Linked DNA regions of Mus musculus: all the other regions are linked to region 1. The links are chromatin contacts, called in public Hi-C and promoter capture Hi-C maps. All regions are on one chromosome and are shown on one strand. The core of a region is the stretch at or near the end of the contact, and the rest is flanking DNA. Distances in the headings are between cores, read along the strand shown.

The links. Promoter capture Hi-C pulls out the DNA fragments that hold promoters and counts their contacts. Hi-C and Micro-C count contacts between places; a contact is called where the count stands out from the background.
Region 2: a promoter capture Hi-C map of erythroid cells shows a contact between it and region 1, with 30 times the contacts expected there. The contact joins the promoter of Myo9a here to the promoter of Stoml1 in region 1. A contact is called at or near these places in 1 of 39 promoter capture datasets (erythroid cells) and 1 of 9 other capture datasets (adipose tissue).
Region 3: a Hi-C map of B cells shows a contact between it and region 1, with 5 read pairs. The contact joins the promoter of Pkm here to the promoter of Stoml1 in region 1. A contact is called at or near these places in 2 of 39 promoter capture datasets (liver and pre-B cells), 1 of 484 Hi-C or Micro-C datasets (B cells) and 1 of 115 datasets of contacts at active chromatin or transcription factors (pancreatic cancer cells).
Region 4: a promoter capture Hi-C map of erythroid cells shows a contact between it and region 1, with 27 times the contacts expected there. The contact joins the promoter of Snupn here to the promoter of Stoml1 in region 1. A contact is called at or near these places in 3 of 39 promoter capture datasets (erythroid cells, liver and pre-B cells), 1 of 484 Hi-C or Micro-C datasets (B cells) and 1 of 115 datasets of contacts at active chromatin or transcription factors (large pre-B cells).
Region 5: a contact with region 1 is called in a Hi-C map of B cells, with 9 read pairs. The contact joins the promoter of Hexa here to the promoter of Stoml1 in region 1. A contact is called at or near these places in 1 of 39 promoter capture datasets (liver), 1 of 484 Hi-C or Micro-C datasets (B cells) and 1 of 115 datasets of contacts at active chromatin or transcription factors (bone marrow-derived dendritic cells).
Region 6: a contact with region 1 is called in a promoter capture Hi-C map of erythroid cells, with 23 times the contacts expected there. The contact joins the promoter of Arih1 here to the promoter of Stoml1 in region 1. A contact is called at or near these places in 3 of 39 promoter capture datasets (erythroid cells, liver and pre-B cells), 1 of 484 Hi-C or Micro-C datasets (CD8 T cells), 1 of 115 datasets of contacts at active chromatin or transcription factors (pancreatic cancer cells) and 1 of 9 other capture datasets (liver).

The regions. Positions count from the first base shown.
Region 1 is chr9:58,251,553-58,254,579 of GRCm38.p6, forward strand. It overlaps Stoml1 (stomatin-like 1), which reads left to right and starts at 1,612. Exons shown (of 7, transcript NM_026942.3): 1 at 1,612-1,847. The coding sequence starts at 1,715.
Region 2 is chr9:59,749,734-59,752,760 of GRCm38.p6, forward strand. Myo9a (myosin IXa) reads left to right here and starts at 1,441. Exons shown (of 44, transcript NM_173018.2): 1 at 1,441-1,612. Senp8 (SUMO/sentrin specific peptidase 8) reads right to left here and starts at 916. Exons shown (of 2, transcript NM_027838.3): 1 at 845-916.
Region 3 is chr9:59,655,186-59,658,212 of GRCm38.p6, forward strand. Pkm (pyruvate kinase, muscle) reads left to right here and starts at 1,391. Exons shown (of 11, transcript NM_011099.4): 1 at 1,391-1,464. It overlaps Gm51708 (a long non-coding RNA gene), which reads right to left and starts at 721. Exons shown (of 4, transcript XR_003948336.1): 1 at 652-721.
Region 4 is chr9:56,949,345-56,952,371 of GRCm38.p6, forward strand. It overlaps Snupn (snurportin 1), which reads left to right and starts at 1,564. Exons shown (of 9, transcript NM_178374.4): 1 at 1,564-1,609.
Region 5 is chr9:59,538,122-59,541,148 of GRCm38.p6, forward strand. Hexa (hexosaminidase A) reads left to right here and starts at 1,419. Exons shown (of 14, transcript NM_010421.5): 1 at 1,419-1,855. The coding sequence starts at 1,603. It also overlaps a transcript of Tmem202 not described here.
Region 6 is chr9:59,484,806-59,487,832 of GRCm38.p6, forward strand. Arih1 (ariadne RBR E3 ubiquitin protein ligase 1) reads right to left here and starts at 1,569. Exons shown (of 14, transcript NM_019927.2): 1 at 1,174-1,569. The coding sequence starts at 1,542.

The DNA of each region.
Region 1 (3,027 bases), core at 362-2,861:
GTTTGTTTGTTTTTTGTTTTTTGTTTTTTTTTTGGTTTTTCAAGACAGGGTTTCCCTGTACAGCCCTGGCTGTCCTGGAACTCACTTTGTAGACCAGCCTGGTCTTAAACTCAGAAATCTGCCTGCCTCTGCCTCCGAGTGCTGGGATTAAAGGCGTGCACCGTCACGCCTGGCATCTACTCTAAATTTGCAATGCATTTGCAGTTGTATGAGGGATAGTTTTATCTGGTTAGGTGTAATTATAACATGGTTAAATATAATGTGTTTGTAATTGTATGTCAGATAGTTATATCATGTTTAGGTATTATTATGATTTGCTTAATGTTTTCACTTGGAAATTGATAAGAAGATATGATTGTGTGTCAAGTTGGCAAGGGGTGGACTTGTATGGCAATTCTGGGTTGTCAACTTGACTACATTTGAAATTAATTAAAACCTCACTCCCGGTACCAACTCATCTTAGGGTTTTTATTGCTGTGACAAAACACCGTGAGTAAAGAGCAAGTTGGGTAGGAAAGGCTTTATTTTGCTTACATTTCCATATGGTGGTCCATCAATGAGGGAAGCCAGGACTCAAATAGGGCAGGAACCTGGATGCAGGAGCTGCTGCAAAGGCCATGGAGGATGCTGCTTACTGGCTTGTTCAGCCTGCTTTCTTAATGAACCCAGGACCAGCAGCCCAGGGTTGGCCCCACCCACAATGGAATGGGCCCTGCAACGTCAATCATAAATTAGGAAAATGCTCTTCAGGCTTGCCTACAGCACAACCATTTTCTCAATTGGAGATCCCTCTTTTCAGATTATTCTAGCTTGTGTCAAGTTGACATAAAATTAGCCAGGCTAGCAGTCATAGGCAGGGGAACTTAGAAATGAGCTATGGCAAGGATCCAGGGAGGCAAGACTGGGAAAGATTCGTCTTTTCTTGCTTTGTAAAATGGCCTCCTGCCAGCCTCCCAGCATCCTACTGGGGTATATTTTCTACCTTCATTTGGGCTTTCTGAAGCCACGGAAAGACAAAGTTACCTCAAGTGCCTGGATCAAGGAGTCTCATGTAATGCTTTGCTGCTGCTGCTGCAGCCACCACCACCACCATCCACTGCCAGGATTCCTGGGGTGTCTGCATGTGAAATTTTTCTTTTATACCAAAGTTGGGGCCTTCTGACTTCAACTTGTCCACAGTGACTTGGATCTGCCATCATTAAGCAAATAAGAACAGGACTCTGTATGGCAGGCTCTGTTTTCTTGGCTGTGGGGAAACAAACAAACAAAAAATACCAGTTTGCTGACCACACCAGAAGAAATCCTACATCTGGATAAGCACACCCATAACTCATAAGTGTGTTGAGTTTGGAGGAATGGTTTGAGGCCAAAAACATTTCTCTGCTTCTGGAGAAAACGCTCCTGCAATGCTCCTTTAAAGCCAAACTTCCTTGCCTCCTTTCCTAAGGCCAGGTAGGAGGTGGTCAGGAAGCCTCAACCTTAGAACCAAGGCCACATCCCCAAACTGTGCTCCCGCCGTTCGGTCCTCCCAGCGCAGGGGGTGCTGTGGAGCGGCAGGCATGGTGGACCCGGCCTGATTCCTGATCCTACTCAGCCACTGTTGTTAGTGACGGAGTAAAGCCGGAAGCAGTGGGAACGAGGAGGGGCGGAGCTGCCACAGGCTGGGCAGGGCAGTCTCCCAGCAGAGGATCGGGGCGTGTCCCGGTTAGAAGTCATGCTTGGAAGGTCTGGCTACCGGGCACTGCCCTTAGGGGATTTTGATCGTTTCCAGCAGTCGAGCTTCGGCTTTCTGGGTTCGCAGAAGGGCTGCTTGTCCCCAGAGCCGGGCAGCGTGGGGCCGGGGGCCGGTGAGTGGCTACCCAGCACCGCGGACAGAGGGGCACCCCAAGACCTGTACTCTCTGCCTCTAGGAGGAAGGAGAGTGAAGGGGATAGGATATGAAGTGGGTGCCAGACAAGGTGTGGGGATGCTACCACCGATTTGTTCTCCCTACGGCACCAGCTGTAGCTTTGGAAGCCGCGCAGCCCCATCTTCCCTAATCTTAGCCCATCCCGTTACTATTTCCAGGATAGCCCATCATGCATAGAAAGAAAACAGAGCCCTAGGCAGAGGGAGCCATAACCCACAAGGCATTTGTAGAGAAATGGAAAAAGAGTCGCCCTAGGGTAGCAGCGCAGGGAGCAGGAGTCTCCTGTGTCCTGGTGAAGATGCACAGAACAGAAAGCTGGGCCTGCAAGCTGCCTGGCTTGTTTGCTTTGGCTTCCTCTCTCCAAAGCCTGACTGTCCTTGGAGTATTCTGGTCCTCTGTGGTTCTCCTGTATTGACGGTGCATTGAAAGCTTTGGCAATGCTGAACGAATCCTCCATTTTCTGCCCCGTTCTTTTTTGTTGTTGTTGTTTTTGTTTGTTTGTGGTTTTTTTTTTTTTTTTTTTTTTTTTTTTTTTTTTGAGACAGGGTTTCTCTGTATAGCCCTGGCTCTCCTGGAACTCACTTTGTAGACCAGGCTGGCCTTGAACTCAGAAATCTGCCTGCCTCTGCCTCCCAAGTGCTGCGATTAAAAGCGTGCACCACCACGCCCGGCTCTTCTGCCCGGTTCTTAGGATTCCTCCTTCCCTGAAGAGGTCAGGAATTAGTTTATGACTTAGACTGTCCTGCAGGCAGGGGCTTCTTGAAGGATAGAACAGACGTCTCTTGTCACCTTCCTGTCTAGGGCTGGGGAGGAGAGAACAGATAGCAAGCTCATCCCCAGATTCTGGGCCTGTTTGCTCAACACCCATTCAGGATTCTTAGTTCTTCCTGCCAAAAGGCTTGAATTGAAGTACACTATAGATATAGATAGATAGATAGATAGATATAGATATAGATATAGATATAGTTCTTTCAGGGCATTAAAGTGGGAATAAATACTAAACTAGCACTTTAGTCCCACTGTGACTGTTACTTGTGAGCATTAGTTTTATCCTTAGTAGCTGAAGCCTTTCCTCTGTAATGACCCCTTGAAAGCATACTTGTGGTGTGGCCAGTAGA
Region 2 (3,027 bases), core at 191-2,690, 1.5 Mb after region 1:
TCGGCGTGTACTACCATATCTGCTTTTTTTTTTTTTTTTTTTTTTTTTTTTAAAATTGGCTCAGACTGGCTTCCCACTTGGAGATCTAGCTGCCTTATTCTTTCAGGAGCTAACAGGCCAGCCATCCCAGGCAATCAGCCATCTTCAAAAACAGCCTTTGCACCTGCATCTGATTATTTCTTGCACTTGTTATAGTTAAGTTTCCCCCGCCTTGTGATCAAGATTGGCCTTAAATTCACTCGCCACATAGTCTAGTTGTTTCAAATGGAAGTCTACCTGCGCGGTTTTTACTAGGTATATGCCAATCCTCTTGCTTTTTACTCTTAGGTTGTTTGTCACATGCCTTTGTACTAGCCTTTCTCTACTCCCATTTTCTTTCTGGCCAGTTTCGGTCCACCAAGGTTTTAACACGAGTTCTCCACAGGCCTGAAAGTCATTTGGGAAAAGTCCTCTTCTGCAATCAAGGACCCCCCCCCCCCCACTCCCCCGTTTGTGTTCAGCTCATCCCGTGTTATTTTACTGTGTTACCATTGCGGATTCTTTGTTTCCTACATCACAGCACTTCAAAAGAGCGGATATTTTTTCATTTTCTTCTAATATTCTGGATTTTACAGCATAGAAACAACTCAGTGAAAAGTCTGTGGAATGAATGGAAAGAAATACTTGGCCACGGGGGCGGGAACAAGTGGGGGGAGGGGCGTGCGTGTGTGGAAAAGGGGCGGCGCTGAGAATCCAGCTGCAGAATGAGGAAGGGGCTCGGACACACTAGAGTCTGCGTGGAGCGCAAAGCGATCCACTGCTTCCAAAAACTGAGACAAACCTAAGTAGGGAGGAGGCGTCTTACCTATTCCTCAGGCCTCACCAACCCAACCAGCCTTCAGGGAGCTCTGTACTGGCCGGAAAGTGAGACTTAAGGTCGTAATCCCAGAGTTTGCCTTTCCAACCTTACGACGTTTTTATGTAGTAATCGAGAATCTAACACGGAGGTCTCAGCCCTGCCGTAAAGTGAAGAAGGAATGGGGAGGCGGGGCCATTCGGAGGGTGGAAAATAGGCGTGTCCGCGCAAGCGCAGGCAGCCCGCTCCAGCAGCGTCACGTGCGGAGGCGGGGCCGGGCGGGGCTGTCCGGGGCTTGGCAGCAGGGGGCGTGGGAGGTAAGTGCGCGCGCGCCTGCTCGGCTGCTGCTGGAGAGCCGCGCGGGGCGGGGCCGCGTGAGCGGGGTCGGGGGCGCGCAGGCCTGAGAGGACTGGGGACGCAGAGGCAGTTGGCGGTGGCCGTCGGAAAGTCCTGGCAGGACGGGGAGGGACTGCGGCGGAGATACCGGTCCCCGGGCAAAAGCAGGGACCGCGGTTTAGCTTCCAACGCGTGCTCTCTGGGCGGGGTGCGGCGGGGGATGTGCCTGCCCAGTCCGGGCGGAGTCTCTCTGACAGGGCGGGGGATGCGCGGCCGCCGCTCTCTCGGACCCTGAGGCGACTGGGCCCACCCTCGCGGAACCCTCCTACCCCCCGGCGGCCTCGGCCTCTGCTTTCTCCTTCTGACCCTGGAAACCGAGCTGGGGAAGCGGCTACCGCCGAAGAGGAAGGGGCTGTGGTGGCCACCGCGGCGCAGCCAGAGGTAAGACCCGCCCCAGCACCCAGCGGCCCTGCCGCCTGGCCTGGCCCGGCCCACGTCTCCCGCTCGGCTCTTTGGCTCCCGGAGGGCTGCCCCGCCCCGCCCCGGCGGAGACGCCCCGCCAGCAGCTCTGCCCCTAAAGCCTAGCAATCGCCGGAGTACCGCCGGGATTCCACCCCCAGACTCGACTCTCCCGTACCTTTCATTGACCAGACACCATTCTGTCCACCAGTAGCCGCGGCGCTTCTGTCACTGGCCCCCTTCCACCTCCTGCTAGAACCTCTTTAGACCCTCTTTAGGACTCTGACTGGAACCTCTAGACACCGTTATGTCGGAGCGGATCCTTGTCTGGGAACCAAGGCCACTACTGCTTCCTAATGCATTGCTACGTCCCAGATCTTTGGGTATCCTACGAGTCATCGCTACCCGAGCTTTCATAGGGACCCTCACGCAGCTTACTTCCAGTCAGGTTTGCTAGGTTTTCCCCCTACCCATACGAGCTTTCAGATAGCCCAATGTCATGATGCTCTTACCTAGTAGGTCTCCGGTTAGCCCTTCAAATCACCATCAGAGTGCTGGATCGCCCCCTCACACCCCCCCCCCCCCCGCCCTGGTGTAGTTTCTCTAGAAGACCTCTTAAGCAAACCTTGTTACCTGATTTCTAACCAATCGGGATCTTTGGTTGAAAAGAAGTTTCCAGGAAAACTCGAAGGGGTTATTTACATAGTCCAGTATATTCACTCCATTGGATTTTAAGGAGTCAGACTGAGACCCATGTTTGGAGCCTCAGGGACTGGTTGCTGAAAGGGAAAGAGAGCAAAGAGTGTGAAAGCCCAGGCAGGGAGGGTATGTGTGCTGTTACAAGGGCAAGCTGCTTGCTCCTCATCTTGTCTCTTCAGTAGAAGGAAAGAACCAGTCTATATCTTGTCACTTCTGGGCTTCTGTAAGGATTAAGTTGCATTACACCAATGAAGATAAGTAACTCTTCATATATTTGTCTCAGCACTGTAGATTTGTACAGATACACAGGTTTTTAACTAGAGGAGTTTTGGATTTACTGTTTTTGAACTTGTTAGAAAAACAGCATTTATAGCTGTTCTTAATCCCTGAAGGCTAATGTTTTTAGTATTTTTTTACCACCCAGTCTTCTCCAAGGACCAAGTATAAGTGTCATTCAGAATTGAAGTTATTATTAACAGCTTTCTTAGTAGTAGTAAAATATTGAATAAAATGTTTGTTGAAATTATACTCCTGAGATGTCAAGAGGGAAGCGTAATGTTAAGTGTTAAGTGTATAATTTTAATGTTTATGTAAGGGTGGGGGATATTTTTGTAGTTAGTACTTACGGTTTTTTTTTCCTTTCATTTTTTTGTGTCTGTGTGTAATACAGGGAGAAAAACCAATTTACATTATGGGTA
Region 3 (3,027 bases), core at 141-2,640, 1.4 Mb after region 1:
GCACAGTGGACCTCAACATGAGTAGATAGATAACTGTCACCCTGTTGAACACTATGGTTCTTTTGTGTGTGTGTGTCCAAGGCACAAAGAGGTCATTTCTTCTACCCCCTTCTCTTGCAGAAAGGAATGATTTCCTCCACAGATATAACCTCCCCCTCCCCAACTTCATGTTCTTTCCACCATAATAACCAAGCATTTACTTCCCTAAACTAAGGGGACCAAGGGGACTTATAGAAGAAACTAAAAAACTTTATTTCACTACAAATTGCATTTATGTTACCCTTCCCTCTAATCAAAACTGACCGAAAATGGGATGAAGGCCTGTGATTCAACTACAAAGAAGTGTCTGCTTGAAATGGTCACACCCATCTTTTACCAAGAAAAACAAAAGAACAAAACAAAACCAAAAAAAATCCAAAACCTAAGGTACAGTCTTCCCATTTAGAATGTGGCAACATTGTATCTGCTTTCAAAACTCTGCGGAATGAAGACTAGTGTTAACAGTTGGGAAATTAGAAAATACTTTGTAGGGAAAAAATTGTTAATGCCTCCAATACTACAAATTTAAATACATACACGCCTGAGTCAAAAACCAGTGTTGACTCCTGCATAGATAATGGCTACACGTAGGTCCAGTTCTGCACTAATTACCTTGGATTGGTTTGCTGCGTCCAGGTCCAGGCATTTTAAAAGTGCAGGATTCGAGACTCAAAGTATTAACATGGGTCCAATCTAGCCCTCCTTATTAGGAGGTCGCGCTCACGTTCCAAAGAGAGACTTAAGTTCTTCCTACCCAGCCTCTAAGTCTGGAACCCTCTAGGAGGCAGCCCAGACCTTCCACCACTCTCTTGCTCCCATCACCCCAGCTTCCCGTTCCGCTCAGCCTCAGAGGGTGTACTGGGGCGGGCGCCGGGAGGGTGGAGAGTCTCCGGGCGGGGCTGGAGGAATGTCCGTGGACCTATAAATCTGGGCACCGCCCTGGTAGGCCAGGGCAGATGGGGAGACCTGGGCAAAAGGCCAAAAAGGGAACATTTTGTAGCCGATCTAAAGCAACAGGTGGCGGTGGCGCCCGGGAACCTAGGGGTGGTGGTGGCGGCGGCGGCGCTGGCCCGGTGGGCGGGCCTTGCTCCCTCACCACTTCCCCATTGGTCAACAGGATAACCCTTGAGCAAATTTGGTCTACGATGTCCTTCCGCCACGGAAGGTAGTCCTCCTCAAAAGGGCAACCTGCTTGTCCCGCCTACCCTGAGCTTCTCTCAGGAGGTGCGGGCGCCCCGTTGAGAGGCGGGGCGCCGCCGGCCGCAGCCCGGATTGGGCGAGGGGCGGGGCTGCGGAGGGATTGCGGCGGCCCGCAGCTGTGATAACCTTGAGGCCCAGTCGGCGCAGCCCCGCACAGCAGCGACTCGTCTTCACTTGACTGACGTCCGCTCTAGGTATCGCAGCAGGAACCGAAGTACGCCCGAGGTGAGCGGGGAGAACCTAAGCCATCTGTCCCCAGAGCCGATGCCCACTGGTGTGTAACGCAGGCCTGCCTGCCCACGCGGGACTCAGGCGCCAGGCATCGAGCATCCCACTCCGGGTTGGGGAGGAGCCACACTTGAGTCCAAGTCTTAATCCTCCAAATTGAGGGTGGCCGGCTAGCTCCTTTCCCACGGTCTCATTCTGCTCTCTCTTCCATCTCAATCTGGTTCCAGCCTCTTATCTTACTATTGCTATCCTCGCCACCCTGTTCTCGCCCTGCTCCGATGCTCGTCCTCCTACATCCACTACGACTTACGACCTTCCTCTTAGCTCTGTGCCCTCATAATTCGGTGCCCTCCTCTTAATCTCTACTTGAAATAATTCCCCTACTCACCCCACCCCCACCCCCCATTCAGCCTCCGCGTTCATCCTCCTTTCAGGTCAGCGTTCTCTTCCCGCGCCAGTGTTCGCAGCTCTTCGTCGCCCCTCCCCCCTCCGATCCGGTCACGTCCGCGCCGCAGCATCCTTTCAACCTCCATATCCTCGCCCCTCCCCCTCGCAGCTTTTCCCCTCCCCCCGCATTCTAGTCACGTCCGCGGACTCCTCGTGGTCCGGTGCATGGAGGTAGGATGCAGTCACTAGCGGTCCTTGGTAATGCAGCTACAAGTTACGTAACTTTTGTATTCCCGGTGGCCTGGCAAGAAAGGTTGGCCGCTATTGCTGCCTGTTTTGTGTGCCCGCAGATTTTTGGTGGTGGGCACGGGCCCTCATTGCTCTCGCGCTCCATCCTGCGGCGGAGGGGCGGCACGTACTGCGATGCGTCTGATTAATCGGTCATGCTGCTCCCACGTGCTGGCGAGGGGGAGGGTGGGCGATCAACCCATACCCGTTCCCGACAGAAACTGGAGCCCGACGCTACCAGAACACACATAGCCCACAGAGCTCGGTCTAATTAGGGAAGCAGATTTTGTCAAGTCAGTGCTATGAGGAAGATGGGGCTGCATGCACAAGGTGGCCGGCATACTGGTTTTGAAAAAGCCGGGCATCTTCTAGTCTGAAGGCTATAAAGACCCAGTAAATACCCAGTCATAGTAAGATAAGAGCTCGACCACTTTTTCCAAATCCAGGACACTGGTAGTTTGGAAAAAGTGAACCTTATAGTGAAAATCCAGTCGTGCATGGAGGCAGCTAGGTTTTGGAATCCGGTGTGATCTATTAATATTCTTAGGTTTGGCCTCTGGTCCTGTGTCACTCCAGGCTGCTAAATTACTGGTCTCCTTGTAAGTACGGGCCATCCTCGATGTAGTGACTAACCTCGGGTGAAATATCCAGAAGGGCATGCATTATATCCTTTTGGTCAATGAATGAAGTAGTTACCTTGAAGGCTACCAACTTGATTCTGTCTCCTTACTATTTTTATGCACATTAGGGGTAAGCTTGGGGAGGCAGGTAGGCTCTGAATACCCAGTATGCCCATGGAAACAAATTCTCTCTGGAATCCCGTCAGTGTTTACAAAGTAATTAATGTTACATTGCAGCTCTCCTGAGAAAGAGCTATCTAAAGGG
Region 4 (3,027 bases), core at 314-2,813, 1.3 Mb before region 1:
ACCTGTCACAAATTATATAATAATCCGAGCCGGGTGGTGGTGGCGCACGCCTTTAATTCCAGCACTTGGGAGGCAGAGGCAGGCGGATTTCTGAGTTCGAGGCCAGCCTGGTCTACAAAGTGAGTTCCAGGACAGCCAGGGCTATACAGAGAAACCCTGTCTCGAAAAACCAAAAAAAAAAAAAAAAAAAAAGAAAAGAAAAAATAATAATAATCCGAAGCAGGCCACTTCAGGATGATCAACTGCTAGTTATTAGCTTGTCCCATTATGGTTCCTGACAACCCTGGCCAAATTACTCCCCCACCACCACCCACAGGGCTCCTGACTTTCCAGGAACTCTGCAGACCAGGCTGTCCTTTAACTTAGAGATCTGCCTTTCTCTGCCTCTTGAAAGCTGGCATTAAAGGCATGTGCTAGCACTACCAGCCAGTCCTGCTTTCACCCCCTGTTGTTCGATTACAGGGTGGTGCCACTGCAAGTTTAGCGCAGGCTATACAAACACATTGATTGCTGAGCAACATCCCTAGCCACACCCCAGTTCATTGAGGTGTTAGAAGCAACGCATCTGGCTCACATTATAAGCATTAAGTAGCAAGTCCTGTTTTCATTTTACATGCTAGAAGTCTTACCCTGCAGACACGATGTATGGGTTTGCTTAGGGTCTCCTAAATCTCGGTCACTCATGTAACTACTTTCAAACCGGACTAAGTGCTGCACTCAAATGCTGAACGTTACCTATCAGGAATCGAGCCAGGTCCCTTTCCGCGTCATGTTAGAAAGGAGAATAGGGATAGCAGTGGTGGCGCACGCCTGCACGCCTTTAATCCCAGCACTCGGGAGGCAGAAGCAGGCGGATTTCAGAGTTCGAGGCCAGCCTGGTCTACAAAGTGAGTTCCAGGACAGCCAGGGCTATACAAAGAAAGAGAGAGAGAGAGAGAGAGAGAGAGAGAGAGAGAGAGAGAGAGGAAGAGAGAGAGAAAGAGAGAGAAAGAGAGAGAGAAAGAGAAAGAGAGAGAAAGAAAGAAAGAAAGAAAGAAAGAAAAAGAAAGAAAGAGAGAAGAGAGAGAAAGGAGAGAGAGAAAGAGAGAGAGAAAGAAAGAAAGAAAGAGAAAGAAAGAAAGAAAGAAAGAAAGAAAGAAAGAAAGAAAGAAAGAAAGAAAGGGAAAGGAAAAAGGAAGGGAAGAAACGTTTATTAGTTCGAAACCTGAAAGCCATTCAGAAAATCGCACAAGCAAGACAAAAGGGCTGTCAGTGCAACTCTCGAGTTTGGGCACACCCGGAGAGGTGGCGGCCACGAAGTCACGGTTTTGTCAGTGAAAGGATCCGGGGCAAGTTTGCGATCAGTACTGAAGGCTCCGTATCGCGGACAATCTCGCTAGAATCCCGAAAAAGCCTAAACCAAATCTGGAAGCCCCTCCCTAGGGAGAAGAGTCGCTCAGTTCAGGGCGGAAGTAATGTCCTGCCCGACTCAACTCCCGCGATGCACCACGGTAGGCGGAGCCGGAAGTTCGAGTGCAAGCTTGAGCGGGGCGTGTCTAGCTCCGCTAAGGCACCTAATTGGTCAGTCGGCACAGGCACTGGCGGCGTGCGCGAGTGGTACGGACGTGCGGTAAGTCTGGCCCTGTCTAGTTTGGCGTTCTCTCAGCCGCAAGCTCAAACTTCTTCTGATGACCCAGGGCTGGCTTCGCAGCCGTTACCTGGGGAGGCTGGCCAGTCTTGGGGACTTGGACTTGGCCATATTTTTGTCGTTGTATTCCAGGCAGTCTGGCTCAAACTCATGAGGAACATTTATGTGTGGCAGGGAGAATTCTGTAACCGAAAGACAAACGACTCCATTGCTAGAGAGACAGTAGCGGGGAGGGCGGCAGAGTTCACGGACGTGTGGTGGGAGCATCTATTGGGCTGGAGAAGAGGCTTGGGTGAGCCTGACACTTAGGAATTAGTTCGCTTCTTTTCCTCGGCCTCCTGCCTTGCTGCCATTGCAGGTGTATGACACGTAAGGTCCTGTTAGGGATCATTTCTATGGCATACTTCAGGATACCTTGACGGGGAAGCTCAGTAATTATCTACTGAATACTCCCGGTTATTTTACAAACACTCTGATGCACACCTTAAATCCACACTGATAATAGTCACTTTTAACAAATTTTCTTAGAAAGTATTCTTAGCCGGGTGTGGTGGTTGCATACCTTTAATCTCAGCACTCAGAAGGCAGGCAGGTCTCTATGAGTTCGAGGCCAGCCTGGACTACAAGGAGAGTTCCAGGACAGAAAACCTGTCCCCAAAACAAAACAAAACAGAAAAAAAAAAAAGTATTTTTAATGTCTTAGGATATAGGAATGCAGCTTTCTTCTTTTTCTCCTGGGTTTCAGACCCAAGGCTTGGTGCAAATATGGTGCGCACTTTGGCAAGTACTTTACCAAGTGGAGGTATGGCACCATCCTTTGTTCTTTTATTTGTTTATTTTCCTATATGCATATGTGTATGTGTGTTTTGCCTACATGTCTGCACACCACATGGGTGCCATGCTGGGAAGAAAGTCAGAAGAGAGTTCCAGTTAGTTCCCTGGAATTGGTTTACAGGTGGTCATGAATTACCACATGAAACCCAGGTCCTCTGGAAGAGCAACCAGTACTCTCTTTTTTTTTTTTTTTTTTAACTAGTGCTGTGTGTGTTTTTAAGATTTATTTATTTTTATTTATATGAGTACACTGCAACTGTCTTCAGACACACACTAGAAGAGTGCATCAGATCTCATTACAGATGGTTGTGAGCCACCATGTGGTTGCTGGGAATTGAACTCAGGACCTCTGGCAGAGCAGTCAGTGCTCTGAACCGCCAAGCCATCTCTCCAGCCCCGCAACCAGTACTTTTAACCTAATGGCTGAACCATCTCTCCAGTACCCTTCCACCCTGTCCTATCCTGTCCTGTGCATTCTTGCAAGATGGAAACAGTTGATAACAGTGTAAAGGTACTTCCCACTGCAGAACTGTATATTTGAATGGTTAAGATGCTCACTAACCTCA
Region 5 (3,027 bases), core at 169-2,668, 1.3 Mb after region 1:
CACAGCATACATGCAGGATGACGAGGCTTCCTTGGAGGGTATCAGCCAGGATGCTAGCCTTCCTGAGCCTTATCACCCCAAGAATGGATTGAGTCACCAGTTCATCATCTATTCTATAATCACAGTGTACTTGGTGAAATCCTCTGGTACTCGGGTCTCTGCAACCACCATGGCTGGCAGAGCCGTGATCTGCGGGAATCAAGAAGGTAGTTCAGTTCAACATGACTAAGGAGGAAGGACACACAACATCGCACACAAGCAACACGTATGCCCACATGTTAGCATACACACATGTACTTCCACACACTTAACATGCTGCCCCAAACACAGAGTCCAGAGGCTGGGGGTGTGCTTAGGTTGTAGTACAGACAGTAGAGCATTTGTCTTCCTATCATGCACGAGCCCTGGTTTCAGACCCCATGACTGTGTATCAGGTGTACTAGGCATAATCTACCTGTAAACCTAGCACCCAGGAGATGGACGCTAGAGAGTTTGAAGTTCAAGGTCATCCTCAGCTGTACAGCAGCCAGCCTGGGCTTCATGAGACTCCTAAAGCTTTGTTTTTAAAAGATGACTGCAAGGGCTGGTGAGATGGCTCAGTGGGTAAGAGCACCCGACTGCTCTTCCGAAGGTCCGGAGTTCAAATCCCAGCAACCACATGGTGGCTCACAACCATCCGTAACGCCCTCTTCTGGAGTGTCTGAAGACAGCTACAGTGTACTTACATATAATAAATAAATAAATCTTTAAAAAAAAAGAAAAAAAAAAGATCACTGCAAGCCTTAAGACTATGGTTATGGAAATTGCCATGTTCTGGGATACCAAGTCTAGCACAATTAATGAGCAAAGTGGAAGTTCTCTCTCTTTTCTTCCACTGTTCCTCCTGCTCACTTCAGGGTTGAAGATTGAACCTGCGTTCTCAATCATGCTAATAAAGTTATCTAGCACTGAGCTTCACCTCTAGCTAAGAGAAATTTTCATAAATTCTTCTCAGTTATAGAAGTAAACATGGCTTCTGCACTTACAACAGCAGTCTTTCTGGCTTGACCTACTGAACACTCGGGTTACAGGCTTTTGCTAACACACCGGGTTCTGGCACTCACTAGATAGCCCGCACTGGCCATAGACTTACAGGAATCCTCCTGCCTTTCCCTCACTAATTCTGGTATCACAACTAGGAATCACCACAAACAATTTTTCAACACTTTGGGACGTCTTTCAATTGCTCCATGTTGAGACCCCTGGGGCTGATTACTTAAAGACTGCTCAAGTGCGCTTTCACACAGTTGACACTGCAAATTGGATTCTCATTTTCCTTCTTCCCGTATCCTCCGGGCTAGTTCTCCATGCCCTGGGGCGGTGCCTGTCCCTCCCAGCCCATCCCTTGGGTTTGGGTTACAGAGGCTTGGCCAGGGCGGGGATCGATCCTTCACCGCCCACCCGGTCGGGAGCTGCAGAATCCTTTGCTTACGGATCTCTGAGATCGAGCCCGCCTTGCTTCCCTCCCGTTCACGTGACCCTCCGATTGTCACGCGGGCGCCGCTCAGCTGACCGGGGCTCACGTGGGCTCAGCCTGCTGGAAGGGGAGCTGGCCGGTGGGCCATGGCCGGCTGCAGGCTCTGGGTTTCGCTGCTGCTGGCGGCGGCGTTGGCTTGCTTGGCCACGGCACTGTGGCCGTGGCCCCAGTACATCCAAACCTACCACCGGCGCTACACCCTGTACCCCAACAACTTCCAGTTCCGGTACCATGTCAGTTCGGCCGCGCAGGCGGGCTGCGTCGTCCTCGACGAGGCCTTTCGACGCTACCGTAACCTGCTCTTCGGTTCCGGCTCTTGGCCCCGACCCAGCTTCTCAAGTGAGTCACTGCCCGGTTCTTCCCTCCGAAGGAGCCGCCTTCCGTGCGTGGGTCAGCCCCGGCCCGGCTCCCAGACACCCTCCCGTTGGCCTCTGCACAGCCCAGTCAGTCACCTCCCACGCGTTTCTCCCCTTGCTTTCTCTATCCAGCTAGCTGGCCTCCCCAGCCCAGCCCCTATCCCGAGCACCCCTTCATTGATGTGACTTCTTGGGGTCTCAGTTTATCCCTAATCCTCCTTTTGAGAACTGCATTTAGGTTTTCTTTCTTTCTTTCTTTCTTTCTTTCTTTCTTTCTTTCTTTCTTAAGAAATGCCTACTGTAGGGCCACAGTTCAATCAGGCTGTTAGAATATTGACAATATGTTGGCAATAGACATTTAAAATGATCCTTTATAGAACATGCTCAAGTGGCATAGGGTCCCTGTGAGGCAGTGACCAGGGCTGCAGAACTGAGCCCAGCATGTGTCTGGCACATAACTTGGTTAGTAAAAGTGTGAGAGGAATCAGAACACAAGGCAGAGAGCTTCCGGAGACATAGGCAGACGATTCCAAATCATCTGTTGAAAGTGAAGACCCTGTCATCCCGCAAGGCATCTCCATCATCCTTACTGTTTCCAAAGATCCTCAAAAGAGAAGATGAGCTGCAGGTTTTCGGATTTGGCGTAGACTCTGGTTTGGAGGAAGCTGGAGGAGCAGGGATCTTATAGTCTCAACCCAGACCCCTTCTGTCACAGAGTTGGAAATGGAAAATGCATCTTGAAATAGAGGAGAGACACAGCTAAGGTCAGGCAGCTGGGCTGGGAAGGATTAACCATCAAACCTCTATTCTCTCAGTTGGTAAAGTGCAATGCAACGAGGCTTGAATACCCTGCTGCATCTCATAAGAGCTGTCTCGACGGCACACAGACTTGGGGATGGGGGTGGGGTGGAGCCAGGAAGATCAAGAGTCCACGGTCATCTTTGGCCACATACTGAATTTGAGGCCACCTTGGGCTGTCAGAGACACTCTTAAGTGACCTGGTAGTTATTCTTGGAGAAGACTGGGTTGCCTTTGATTCTATTGCTTTCAAAGAGGAAGAGAGTTTCATGATGACATTTATAAGAGTGTGTGGAGAATGGAGAGTTACATAACGAGAAATAATGATAAAAATACTTTCAGAGTGGAGGTAAGTAT
Region 6 (3,027 bases), core at 319-2,818, 1.2 Mb after region 1:
CACTCTGATTTTTCATTTTTCCAACATTTTTCGAGGCTGACCCTAGAGCCTCGAACTTTTTGCTCTACCACTGAGCTGTTATTATCTCCAGCCCTCTTTTTACTCTATCTTGAGAGAATCTCACCAAGTTGCCCGGGACAGCTTTGAGCTCACTCTGTAGTCCAGGTAGGCCTTGAACTTGCCACCATCCATCTGCCTCGACCTTCTAAGTAACTGAAATTTCAGACTTTCACCACCGGGTCCTATGTTATCTTTACTTTCCAATCATATCCCATTTGTAACAACTTTTCCCCCAAACAAATGTAAATTTATTTCCTAAAGCTCAAAAATACAAAATCGGGATGTATATAGCGTTAAATAGGATGCAGTTTCTGGTCTGAAGCAAGTTTAACTTCTATGCACGAAACAGAAACCTTCAGAGAATAGAGTCCAGAAGCCGGAATGCCTCTACTTTCTAATTCACAATAGAGTTTTGTCCAATTAGACAACACTGTGTTTTATTGTTGCCGAAGCTGCAAGGGTGGGTAGGGGATCTGCAATAACTATTCCAACAGCTTCCATCAAGTTACTTGCTACCAATGGAAGAAGTAGCAGTTAGGTCCCAAAGAAAACATACTCCTCCCACTCCCCCAAAAATGTAGGCATAAGCCTCACCATCAGAAAATAAGGTCCATCAGCACCTCTTCCGAGAAATAGTTCCCTTCCCCCACCTTTAAGTAGCCACTTAGGACTGCCAAGGAGATCCATTTCTTTATTAGCCGGTGCCCACTTGGAGCAATCATACACTAAAGCTGCTCTGAAGGGCCTGCCCTAATCCCATCTGAAACTGCTCAAAAGACTCAAGGGCTAGGGATAAACCTTGAGAAAAGGGCCGGGTTCTTTCTGACACCTCTTTCACACTCACCACCTCACCCGCCTCTAGCCCGCCCCGGTATCCCATCCTCCGGCCGTAGTCATGCAGGAACTGCCGGCCATAGCCGCTCAGGCAGCCCCAGGCCTCCGCCATGCCAGGACTCCGGGAAGCACCGCCCAAGCGCACCTCCCGACCGGCCGGCAGGGCACACAGGCCCGTGACGAGCCAGGCCCTGGCCTGCTCTTCGGCGCCGCACAGGCCGCCTTGGGTCCGCTCCCTAAGCCGGCTCCGGGGCCAGATGGCGTGGCGGGGCCCCTCACCTGGATGACCTCGTTGACCTCCCGGATACATTCCACCATGTGCTGCAGGATCTGTTCGGCCGTGAGCACCTCGTAGCGGTAATCCTCCTCCTGCTCGTGTCCCGGGCCGCCGCCGCCACCGCCACCGCCGCCGCCGCCTCCCGGACCCAGAGCGCTGCCGCCGCCACCGCCAGTCTCCCCGCACAGCAGTCCGTCTCGCTCCCCGCCGACGCCCAGCCCGGGCTCCACCAGCTCCACCTCGCCCAGATCCAGGTTATCATCGTCCGGCTCGTCCTCGTCGTCGTCCTCCTCCTCCTCGGCGCCGCTGTCCTCCTCGCTGCACTCCTCGTCCTCGTCGAACTCGTAGTTGTAGCCCTCGTCCGAGTCCATGGCGCGACGCGCGCGGGCCCGGCAGACGCTGGCCGCGGCGCGGAGAGGGCGGGGACGCCGAGGCCCCGGCTCTCGCTCCGGCTCCGGCTGCCGTCCGGACGCAGGCCTGGTTCCGGCCCCGTGGGCCGCGGCTGCTCCCCGCGTGCGGCGGTTGGAGGCGGGCGGTGGCGGCGGCGGGGAGGGCGCGGAGCAGGGCGGGAGGGAGCGCGGGGGCCGCTTGCTGCCGGCCTCAGTCAGACGCCGCTCCGCTCCGGGCTCGGACGGAAAACAGTCCCCTGCGCCACCTCCGCGGCCGCTGCTACCGCTACTGAGCCAACAAAGGGGCGTGCGTCACCGCGCCGCGCTACGTCATCGCGTCGGTCCGCTGCACGTCACCGCGCCACGCCCCTTGGCCCCTGCGTAGTATTTGGGGAGACCCCACGGCCGAGCCTGAGCAGGACGGGAGCGCGGCGGCGCGGCGGTGGCCCGGAGACACTGGGAAGCTGTGGCTCCTTGACGTGAGGAGGCTGGGGCCTTCCGGTCGTGGGGAGGAGTCTGGGGAGCGCCCAAGCGGAGGTTTTCTCCGAGGACCTTTCTCGCTTCCGGGCCTCACAGGCACATCTGACACGCCCTGGCTAGTTCCGGGAAGCCGGTAGCTGTGCTGCTAAAATTCCGGTTGCCCGAGTTACTGCCTGGAAGGTAGTAGTACGCGGAACCTCCAAGTTGGGTGACAGGTAGTTGGAGTGTTGCTGTCCACTCGTGGCTCTACAGCGGTTCTTGGGTCCCCCTGATGTGACGTCATAGTAAAGACTCAGTTCCTGAACTCATCTTGACAAGCACTTCTTGAGGGTCCGGAACAATGTGACAGTCCTGTTCCTCAATTAAGGCCATCAATTCCTCAATCACTAAGGGCCTTCCATAGATTAGTGCTCATTACCACAGAGTCCTAGTACCCAGATTATAGCGGAGGCACCCGAGACTCTAAAAATAAAAGTGTATATACCTTGTGGTGGCATACACCTGTCCAGCATGCACAAAGGCCCCAATTTCAGTCCCCAGCAATGGAGCAGAGAGGTTTTCTGATACATAATAAATCTTACATTTTATGTAAATTACAGTGATAATTCCAGGAAACAGTGCAGGCAAACCACATCTACAAAGACCAAGAGAGACTGCTTATCTGGAAATAGTGCAGAAGTGAGCTGGGTTGATGGATGGCTATTTCAACAGAGGAGGAGAGGAAGATGGCCTTGGGTCAAAACAGAAGGTTCACAATAGTTACAAGGCTGAAGTTTAAAACTCAATCAGTAAATGGGAAGTATTGGGCAAATTAGTTAGAGGTCATGACAAAGCACTTAATGCCTTTCCAAGACTGGGTTTATCTTGTTTTGTTTGCTTTAGACTTAATACCTTGAAAATAGGACACCAGAGCCAGGAAAGTGTTTTGAAGGAAGTAGAGGCTTAAGAGACCTCCCTCTTCCAGTAACTTGAAGGATTGGCCAGTCT